Linked DNA regions of Mus musculus: all the other regions are linked to region 3. A link is a contact called in public promoter capture Hi-C data. All regions are on one chromosome and are shown on one strand. The core of a region is the stretch at or near the end of the contact, and the rest is flanking DNA. Distances in the headings are between cores, read along the strand shown. Region 1 overlaps Lrp4 (low density lipoprotein receptor-related protein 4). Region 2 holds the start of Nup160 (nucleoporin 160). Region 3 holds the start of Psmc3 (proteasome (prosome, macropain) 26S subunit, ATPase 3).

Region 1 (3,527 bases), core at 256-2,755, 420 kb before region 3:
GTATGTGGAGATGGGGGTCTCGTGTATCTCAGCCCGGCTTTAAACTGAATGACCTTGAACTTTTCTGATCCTTTTGCTTCTACCTCTTCAGATGACAGGCAGGCATCATCATGTCTGGTTTATGCAGTGCTTGGGGAATCAAGCTTAGAGCTTTGTGTTCATGCTAAGCAAGCACTCTACCAATTGAGCAGCATTTTCAACTCCTCAGTTGGTTCCTATCTGAGAGTTTCACCCAAGATTTCACTGGAAGAGGCCTTCTGCTTTGTGCACTTTGGAAACACTGGCCCGGCCCCCCCTTTCCGCTGTGTTTTTTTGCACATGGCATTCCAGGCTCTCCACTCAGGGCCTTGTTTTCCTACCTGGGCTCTCTAGCCCAGTAGACACCACCTCCTCTACATTGCTGCCATTAAGGTTGGCACGGAGGATGCGGTCCAGGGTGACATCCGACCAGAAGACCAGCTCCCGCCGGTGATGAAAGTCGAGGGCAATGGCGTTCTCCAGGTTGTTCAGTAGCAGCGTGTACTCGGAGCGGTGCGGGAGCACCTGCCGGATGTCGATACGATTGGCAAACAGTAGCACAGGTTCTGGCCCTGGACACAGCATAGAAATAGGACCCACTGGGCCTCAGAGCCACAGATACCCATCAGCATGCACCCTCAGGGCCTCAGCTCATAGCTGGGGCCCTTTGCCCACTAGAGCATGTCCCAAGCTGCTGAAATTTGGACTAGAACACTAGAATCCTTTCTAACCCCAAACCCAATCGCCTTTCACTTGGCGCCCAGATTGCAATTTGCAAAAAAATCAGTCTACATCTTAGCAAATCCCTCAGCTCTAACACCTGGCTTTTGTCTGTTCCGCCCACCCAGGCAAGTGCCAACCCTCCTTACCCAGAGCTTTGCAGCTGCGCCGATCGGGCCGTAGCTCATACCCTGCTTCACACCAGCACTGGAAAGCCCCTTCAGTGTTTGTGCAGCCCTGGCTGCAGTACCCCTCCTCAGCACATTCGTTTACATCTGTGGATACCAGGCAGGGTGAGGAAGCCTGCCTACAACCATCTTCCCACACACTCCTAAGCCACCCCATTGTCTCCCTGGTCACAGCTCCATATCCCCATCCACTGCCACAGCCAGGAGGGAAACTGTGTAACCAGTGGTTCGGGCTTTGAGGTCATGGAGTCTCAGATTTCAAACTCCAACTCGGCTGCTTACTATCTGTGTGGCTTTGGGTAAATTACCTATACTCTCTGCACTTCTGTTTCCCTATCTGCAAAATGAGAGAAATGATCCCTACTTCCCAGGGTCAGTGTAACGATGAGTCAAGGTCACACCCATCTGATATGTCACCCAGCTTCCCTCCCCTCCTTCCCCCCACCCCCAACAGGCCCCAGCTCACCCTGGCACGTTCTCCCATCCTCTGTGAGCCGGTAGCCTGTGTGGCAGGTACACTGCACTGCCCCTCGCACCATCTGACACTTCTGGGCACAGCCACCGTTGTTAACATTGCAGTTCTCCTCACCCGTCCGGGGCCCTGTGACAGCCAAGCCAGAGTTGGGAGCCGAGCCCAGAATCCACCCCCGTCCAGCCAACTTGGCATTCCACCTGGACCACGAAGAACAGCTCCCAAAAACTGTGAGAGTCCCAAGGGAGGCCTCCCTTTGAACCCTAGGGGTGGGGCTCAGCCACAAACCACGGGCAGGGCCCACCCGCTAGAGACACTCACGACAGTTCTGCTGTGGACTTTCGTCACTGCTGTCACCGCAGTCGTTGATCCCGTTGCACAGCTTCCTCTGCCCAATACAGCGCCCGTTCCAACACAGGAACTGGTCAGAGGCGCACTGGGGGCTTCCTAGAAAGAGAGGGAGGAGGGGGAGAGTCAGGTCACAGGAGGGCAGGGCTTGAGTCCACAAGGGACAGGAGCCTGTCATTTTCTAGGGTAAAGTGGAGCCAGCTGAGCGTCAAGGTGGGAGGGATGGGGTCCGAGGCAGGAAACAGCTCAGACAAGGCTGGTTGAGTGTCTGAGTTTGTTTTCTCCCTGGGATTCCACGATGGATGAGTGATGGGAACAGAGTCGGAGTGTAGTCTTGTAGTCAGAACCAGGTTTAGCAGGGACTGGTGGGGTGGGCGGGGAGCAGACGCAGAGACTGCCAGTCCTTCCTGCAGAGTGGAAGTAGACACTGGGCTACTGGCTGGACAACAGCCCTTCCTCCCAAGGCCAGATTGGAAGTGAGAATTTGAGCAGCTGCAAAGACTCACAGCCTTGACTCTGTGTTCAAGAACTGTACACAGTTCCTCAGCGCATCTGGATTGTGCATGTGCATGTGTGTGTACGTATGTGATATGTTGTGTGGATGTGTGGTACACGCATGTGACTATGAATATGGGTATGTGTGCCCATACCTGTGTGTGCAGAGGCCAAGGACAATATCTGATAACTTTATCGTTCATTCTCTGTCTTATTGCCTTGAGACAAGGTTTCTCATTGAATCAGGAGCTGGCCATTTGGTGAGGCTGGTTGGTTAATGAGCTTCAGGGGTCTGACTTTCTCTTCCCCCCCCAGCGGTGGTGTTACAGGCACTCACAGCCATACCTAGCTTTTTAACTTGGGTGCTAGGGATTTGAACTTGGGTCCTTGTGCTTGCATAGCAAGTGCTATCTCCCCTGCTCCAACAGCTGGATCTGACCCTACTCACTGGGAAGGGCAGGGCAAGTCCAGGCCATTGAAAGCAATGGCAATGTTCCCTTTGCTTCTCTGCCTCCCACTCCCAACATTAGGGCAGGGCGGGGATACCGCTGGGGACTCCACCTGTGTTCTCACAGTTTTCTTCATCGCTGTTGTCCGCACAGTCATCCTCCCCATCACAGCGCCAGGACAGACGGACGCAACGGCCTGACCGACAGCGAAACTGTTCGGCTGTGCACATGGAGGTGGCTGGACAGAGCAAAGACCTAATTAATGGAAGAAAGGCTGGTCCTCCCACCCCAGCCTGAAACTCTCTGCCTCCCAAAGTACACAGGCTACTCTTCTTGATGGTGGTGTTGCAGAAGGTATCTCTTTATGAACCAGGTGACCTTTCCTCAGAGTCCCTTACTTCCGCCTACTATTTTAACTGCCATGGTGTGTCTACAAGTCTGTGGACTACTAGGCGACAGGTATCCTTTAGATATAGTGCCTCTGTGCAGCATACAACCACACAACTGTATAGCTGTTCACTATGTCTTCATGCTCTATCTGCACCCAAACCCTTCTCCTTGGCCCCCCAAGCCTTTGATGCTACCCCCAACTCACTGCAGTTGCGTTCATCAGACTGGTCATCACAGTCTGCATCACCATCACAGCGCCAGCCCGAGTTGATGCACAGGCCACTGTCACACATGAATTCCCCAGAGCGGCAGGGCTGGTGGGAGGCTGGGGAAACAAAGGTCTTCTGTCTCTAGCCAGACCGTGCACACAGCACCTCGTGGAAGAGCAGAAAGTCCCAAGTCCCATCTCCCGCCCCTCCCAACACTCCAGCTCCTCCCCAGAGGGAC
Region 2 (3,029 bases), core at 381-2,880, 380 kb after region 3:
TAGGATTACAGACACTTGCCACTCTGAGCGACACGGGTCGGATGCGTTGAATTAAATATTAATGCCCCAACCTTCTTGAAGTTATCGAAAATACAGTACAGTTTGCAAACGTGCAAGGAATTGTTTGTGAATTTCTTTCTGGGATCGGTCAGTATTCTCTGGAGGTTGAAGATTGATCATTCAGAGCCAGTTTGGGGCTACATAGTGAGACTTTGTAAATGAATGAGTAAATAAATTAAACTACAACTTCAGGCTTACAGCTGAACATGTTCGTTGGCAACTCCATCAGAATCACAACATTGCGAAGTTCCATAATTCTGCCCCAGCAATTGCATTTCCCTTGACCATTTATTGCCTTAATGACTATTTCGTGATTGTCACTGCCCACACCTCTCTTCAGATGCACCAGAAGAGGGCGCTAGATTTCATTACGGATGGTTGTGAGCCACCATGTGGTTGCTGGGATTTGAACTCAGGACCTTGGGAAGAGCAGTCGGTGCTCTTAACCGCTGAGCCATGTCTCCAGCCCTCACCCCCACTCATTCTTAGCTTACTCTGAAGTCGGCCGAGTGGGCATAGTGGCACACTGACAGCAGCTTTTGGAAGCAAGTAGATCAGGAGTTCAAGATTATCCTCCAATTTATGTCAAGATCAAGGCCAGCCTGAGGCTGCCTAAAACCCTGGCTCAAATCAAACAAAAAGCAGCTTTTAATCCCAGCACTCAGGAGGCAGAGGTAGGTGGGTTTCTGTGAGTTAAAGGCCAGCCTGCATTACAGAGTGAGTTCCAGGACAACCAGGGCAACAGAAACTGTCTTGACGTCCCCATTCCTCACAAAAGAAGACAACTTGCCCTGCAACCATATTTTCCTACCAGCAATTATAGCCTTATGCTTCTGTTTCTGTACATTGAACTGTGTCTGAACTTATAGAGAGACACCCTCCCTACCTTGACCTTCGGTCTATTCCTCATTTTAGCATCTTTAATTTTTCCATTTTTACTAAATTACTCCTCTAAATCTCACTAAGATAAAGTCTCCCCTAGAGCCCTGCTAACCCCTGTCCTTCTGTACTTGGCAAAAAGGGAGTTATGTCTGCACTCAGTGGATGCATCTCAGTGGATCAAGATGAAGCCTAAGGTCCTGGTCCCTTGCTTCCATCTAGGTCCATCCTGGTCAATTTCAGTTCAGTTTTCTCTGCCTAATCCTGCTTTCTTCACTCCCCTAGCAATGCTGTTCTGTGAGCACACTGTGTGCTCCTTCCTGTGTGTAAATCTCTGCTTCAGAGACTTTTTTTTTGAGAGGGAAGCTCACACACACACACACACACACACACACACACACACACAATTTAAAAAATATTTTTTTAAAAGATTACCTGTTGTGCGGCTTGGTGGCACACATCTTGAACCCCAGCACACAGGAGGCAAATGCAGGTAGATCTCTGAATTTAAGGCCAGCCTGGTCTAGGTGAATGAGATATGTTTTGGGGAACTTGTTGTTAGTGTCATTTCCCCCACATATTCAAAATCTCTATCAAGGCAGAAAGAATGCAAGATGAACGGGAAGGTGTGCTGTAACGACACTGCCTCCTGGACACAGCATGGTGGCTGCTCTCGTGAGATCATAACTGTGGTTACCTACACAAAAGACAGGGCCTGTCAACATTCCGTGGTGGGGGTTGGACTTTGAGGCCCCATCGCTCCCCGAGGAGCCGTAGGTAAAGTCAGTGGCTGCTGTGAGGGAGGAGTAATTTTCTCCAGTGGTGTATTTGCTGGTTAGTTGCCGGTGCTCCTATAAATAAGACTCCCTCCCATGCTCATTCAAGCAACTCTAATTAAACCCAGTGGGTCACAGATAGAAAAGACATGAAAGTGGAAGAGGAACTAGTTGGGAAGAAGGGCAAAGGAGGGTGATGGGGGGTCCATGATGAAGCTGGGAATAGTGGCCCACACCTGTCATCCTGGGTGCTTGGAGGGTGGAGGCATTCTAGGCTAGTCTCAGCAACATAGTAAGTGTGAGGCCTGCCTAGGTTACATCAAACCCTGTCTCACAGACGTAGGCAGAAGATTTTATTAGAGTGTGTGTTTGCTTTTTTATTAATGTTATTATTCATTTTACAAATGATGGACATCATATGACATTTTCATACATGTACTTTAGCCTACTTTGTTCACATTCACCTGTTAGCAAATCTTGTCCTCCCTTTCCCTCTTACTGTTCCCCTTCCTCTTCCCAAATAATAGTCCTCCCCTCCCCTTTTATGTCATGTATACATATATTTAAATCTAGATTTTGCATTTTTGTGCCTTCCTTTATTAATAATAATGATGATCCCCAACGTAACCATTTTCATTCAAACGATATGATTTTCTTCTTGTTTATGGCTGAATAGAACTTGAGATGTGATGTTTTCCAAGCTTCAAGCTGTCTTTGACCTTTGGTTCATGTTACAGTAAATTCAAGGTGAATTGCAGTAAGTTAACAGTAACACTTTACATTGCCCGAACTTAGTGACTTTTTTTGGGTGGTAATTCGATGGAAATTATTGAATTATTCAGTGGAATAATTTCTTTCAGTGGAAATTAGTGTTATTTTTCAGTGAGCACTTTCAATGTAATTACTTTATTTCGGGGGTTCCAGGAATGTGGTTTCCTGTCATTTGGCCAGTGACTTTCAAAAGTGATAATAGCAATGACTTGAGATCTAGCCACAGTGCAAAGGGCTTATTATTTTTTTCTATTTCTCTAGATTTTTAAATATTGGTTTTTATCTTCATGCTGTTCTATTAATCATAGTAAGTAGCTTTCCAGTTCCTGGAAGCATATTGGTTTGTCCCACACTTATTTTTTCAGTCTTGATTGCATGTTGGGCACTGGGTTATAATGATCCCCCAAAATAGGCTAAGCAGCCAGATACCTTGTCTTTCTTGTGTTTCGAGACAGGGTTTCTCTGTGTAGCCCTGGCTGTTCTGTAACTCCCTCAGTAGACCAGGCTGGCCTCGAACTCAGAAATCCACCTGCCTGCTGCCTC
Region 3 (3,506 bases), core at 822-3,321:
TCAGTTAGATGAAAAAGTAAAAAGGCTGGCATGGCCTCCCTTACCTCCTGGATCTGCTTGTCCAGGCCCCCGATGTCACTGTATTGCTCCGTGGGCCGCTCGTCCACCTCCATGGCCTTCACCCGAGAGTCATATTCAGTGGGCAGGGTCTCCAGGATCAGATAGGAGTCTTTGTTCACACCCTGAGAACAGAGCATGGAGCTTTTGTGTTTATCCCGGTTCTGTCTAATGCTCCAGAGGACAGTGATTTGTAGTCTAAACAGAGAGCTACAGCACTGGCAAATTGCAAGAATCAAAGAGGCTGCAGACAGAGTCGCTGCAGCAGTGGCAAGGCAGCTTACTGGAGAATCCCTGCCCGTGCGCAGGTATCACTCACCACCAGGTCTCCTGGCTTCAGCTTTTCTGCATCCACCAACCCAATCACTGGCAGGAAGTATGTCTGTAGGAAGAGTTACAGGCAGTCGTAGCTACACGGAAACTCCCCCATGCTGCCCCCTGCCCAACTGTGACTGAGCCAACCTTACCTGTCGGGTAGAAGTTTTGATCACCGCACACTTGCCCTTCCTCTGAGAGTCCAGGTCAATGTTGGCACCATCCTCCTCCTGGTCATTGGGGTCAACGTCCAGCAACTAAGAAAGAAAATAGGCTCAGTTCCCTTCCCAAAATCCACTACTGTGTGTGCTCAAACAGTTCCCTAAACCCACAAGGCCACAGGCCTTCCTTCCCTCCTCAGTCTAGCCTTAAGCTTAATAAACATAGATGATGTGTTAGGGGGTTGACAACACCTTTGTTGAGGTGCTGCTTCTGTTTGCAAAGTTCATCTGCCCCAAGAAGGAACAAAAGAAGAAAATGGCAGAAATCTGTGACACTTCTAAGGTCTTTGCAGACTTAAACATTGCTTTTTACACTCTACCCTATGGGCCCCATCCCTAGATGTCTCCAAGCCTCCTGCCTCCTCCTCTTCCCACACACAGACACACACCTCGATGACATTGGAGACAAGGTACGGCAGGGTTTTGTTCACTTTGATTTTCTCACTGTTCTCTTTGATTTTGTCTTTCATGGCTTGGAGTTCATGGGTGACTCGCAATACTTCACTCTTCATGATCTGGGATAAGAGAAAACCAATGTTCAACCCTGATTCAGCCTGCATTCATTACAGCCCTCTAATAGATGAGGTCCAGGTTACCCGGGAGACCCATCCAACCAGATCTCAGGCTTTCTGAAGGCCCAGCCTGTACATGTCCAAACTGCAGAGGTCAGGACAAGAGGCCAGTGGGAAAACCTCCTGACAAAGCGGCTGTGGGACAGGGCTAGGTATTTTCCATGGGTTTGAGTGTGAATTCATCCCTCTCTGAGCCTCGGGTTCCTCATCTGTAAAATGGAGATCTGAGAACTCCGCTGCCTGCACCGGAGCCAGGAGCCCACCTTGATCTCGCTGTCTAACAGCCGTGTGCGCTGGACAATCTCTTCCGTGGACATCTTGAGCACCTCCTCCCCAATGCCATCTTGCTGTTCAAATAAGAGAAGAAGTACTTATTTACTGTAACTCAGAGCTGCCATCCCACGGTCCCACAGCCCCCTCAGCGCCTGCTTCCTTAACCCAACAGCAGGATGAAGTCGGGACAACCCAAGAAGCTCTGCAACCAGTCCAGACCGGACCTGGCCTTCCAGCCACCTCCTTTCCCGGCCTCCAAGAACGTCTAACCTTATAGCCCAAACTTTGGGACGCCCCTCAGGTCTCCCAACACTCACCTCAGCTTCATCCCACACGGTCGCCATCTTCTCCTGCCGAGTCACTGGACTCTCGGGCGTCGGCAGCAGATTCATTTCCTGCATGAAGAGGCCGAAACTGGGAGTGCGCACGAGCCCCTGAGGGAGCCCAGCGCAGCCTTTCTCAACGTCTTCTCTCCACCCGTGGAGAACTTCACCCGCGATTCCTGACGCGACAGAACGGGTTCTGTCCGCGTCTCCGAGCGAATCTGCCGCTGGGACTCCACGAACCAAACCGAGGCTACAGGGCCCGCCCCGTGGCTCGCCGGTTGCTCCGGTTTGTGCGGGAGCGAGGGCTGGGCTGCTATTGGCCGGCGTACAGGCGGGGCGGGGCTTGCTGCACAACCGGAAGAGGCGGGAGGCAGGAGAAAGCCGCGGAGTCTTTCGGGAAATGCAGTTTTTAGCCTGGCGGATAACTGAAAAGGAGTTTGCACAGGTGCCGGTGCAATCTAAGAACCCAGGTAAACTTGGAATTCACGGATTTGCAAAATGTCCAGTGTGGTGGCGCATGCCTTTAGTCCCAGAACTCTGGAGGCAGAGGTAGGCGGATCTCTGAGTTTAAGGTTAGCCTGGTCTAGAGTGAGTCCAGGAGAGCTAAGGCTACACAAAGAAACTCTTGTCTCAAAAACCAAAAACAAAAGGGAGGGAGGAAGAGGGGGGGGGGAGAGGGAGAGAGAGAGAGAGAGAGAGAGAGAGAGAGAGAGAGAGAGAGAGAGAGAGAGAGAGAGAGAGAGAGAGAGAGAGAGAGAGAGAGAGAGAGAGAAAGAAAGAGAAAGAAAGAAAGAGAAAGGTTGAAAAGAAACTGCTAGGTTTGATGGCACATGCCTGTCATCACAGACACTGAGCCACTGCAAAGATGAAGCAGAAGGATTGCTGCATATTAAGGCCACCCTGTGCTACATAGTGTATTTCTAGCTATTCTGGTCACACTGTGAGTCTTAAACAAAAATAGCCTAACAAAACCCAGATAAACCATTGCTTCTACTAATATTAATGCAGATCTAACTGTCCACATAGGGAAGTTATTTTTGTTACAATGTACTGTATATATGTTTCTACTCTTGTTTAAAGTATTATATCTACACAACTCATGTGCTGTAAAGTTCTAGTCCTTTAAAAAATTTTATTTATTTATTTTGATTTTTCGAGACAGGGTTTCTCTGTGTAGCCCTGGCTGTCCTGGAACTCACTCTATAGACGAGGCTGGCTTGAATTCAGAAATTCACCTGCCTCTGCCTCTGCCTCTGCCTCTCAAGTTCTGAAATTAAAGGCCACCACTGACTGGCAGATTTATTTATTATTATAAATAAGTACACTGTAGCGATCTTCAAATGAACCAGAAGAGGGTGTCAGATCTCATTATGGGTGGTTGTGAGTCACCATGTGGTTGCTTGGGACTTTCAGAAGAGCAGTCTTACCTACTGAGCCATCTCTGCAGCCCAAGTTCTAGTCCCTGAAAGCTGCTATTACAAACTGTTTAGGATAATCTGAAAGGCAAGTTAGTAATTAGTTACCCATAAATAATGACATTTATGGTCATGTTAGATACTAGTTTAGTTAATTACAGAAATAAGCTTTATTTAGTCTAAAGATGTTTTCAAAGTTACACAGGTTGTAAATAGCTATAAACAAGCAATGCTTGCCTATTCAACATAGTCTATGTCGATAGATGGTCTTCAAACACTTCAGAGATCTATAGAATATGGCATTTAAGATGTCTTAATAACAAGGCT

Evidence for each region. Promoter capture Hi-C pulls out the DNA fragments that hold promoters and counts their contacts.
Region 1: a contact with region 3 is called in a promoter capture Hi-C map of the HPC-7 cell line. The contact joins the enhancer-like site here to the promoter of Psmc3 in region 3. A contact is called at or near these places in 7 of 39 promoter capture datasets (the HPC-7 cell line, cranial neural crest, embryonic stem cells and 3 more), 1 of 15 datasets of contacts at CTCF or cohesin (large pre-B cells), 4 of 484 Hi-C or Micro-C datasets (the 63-12 cell line, the Ba/F3 cell line, liver and 1 more), 5 of 115 datasets of contacts at active chromatin or transcription factors (bone marrow-derived macrophages, embryonic stem cells, large pre-B cells and 1 more) and 4 of 9 other capture datasets (adipose tissue, embryonic stem cells, liver and 1 more).
Region 2: a contact with region 3 is called in a promoter capture Hi-C map of pre-B cells. The contact joins the promoter of Nup160 here to the promoter of Psmc3 in region 3. A contact is called at or near these places in 5 of 39 promoter capture datasets (the HPC-7 cell line, cranial neural crest, fetal liver and 2 more), 2 of 484 Hi-C or Micro-C datasets (embryonic stem cells and pre-B cells) and 1 of 9 other capture datasets (embryonic stem cells).

What each region holds. Positions count from the first base shown.
Region 1 is chr2:91,474,584-91,478,110 of GRCm38.p6, reverse strand. Lrp4 (low density lipoprotein receptor-related protein 4) reads right to left here. Exons shown (of 38, transcript NM_172668.3): 7 at 3,286-3,405; 8 at 2,803-2,928; 9 at 1,720-1,845; 10 at 1,393-1,527; 11 at 888-1,013; 12 at 360-590. Among named protein-coding and RNA genes, the nearest start is that of Lrp4, 19 kb to the right of the region's middle. Within about 2 kb of position 1,505, at least 98 of the 459 cell types and tissues checked have an H3K27ac peak or open chromatin away from gene starts, as enhancers often do. A contact at or near this core is called in the 63-12 cell line, the Ba/F3 cell line, the HPC-7 cell line and 4 more, where this site is marked.
Region 2 is chr2:90,675,816-90,678,844 of GRCm38.p6, reverse strand. It overlaps Nup160 (nucleoporin 160), which reads right to left and starts at 1,630. Exons shown (of 37, transcript NM_021512.2): 1 at 1,375-1,630.
Region 3 is chr2:91,052,581-91,056,086 of GRCm38.p6, reverse strand. Psmc3 (proteasome (prosome, macropain) 26S subunit, ATPase 3) reads right to left here and starts at 2,071. Exons shown (of 12, transcript NM_008948.2): 1 at 1,756-2,071; 2 at 1,429-1,512; 3 at 983-1,108; 4 at 525-629; 5 at 377-439; 6 at 45-182. The coding sequence starts at 1,839. It also overlaps Gm13778.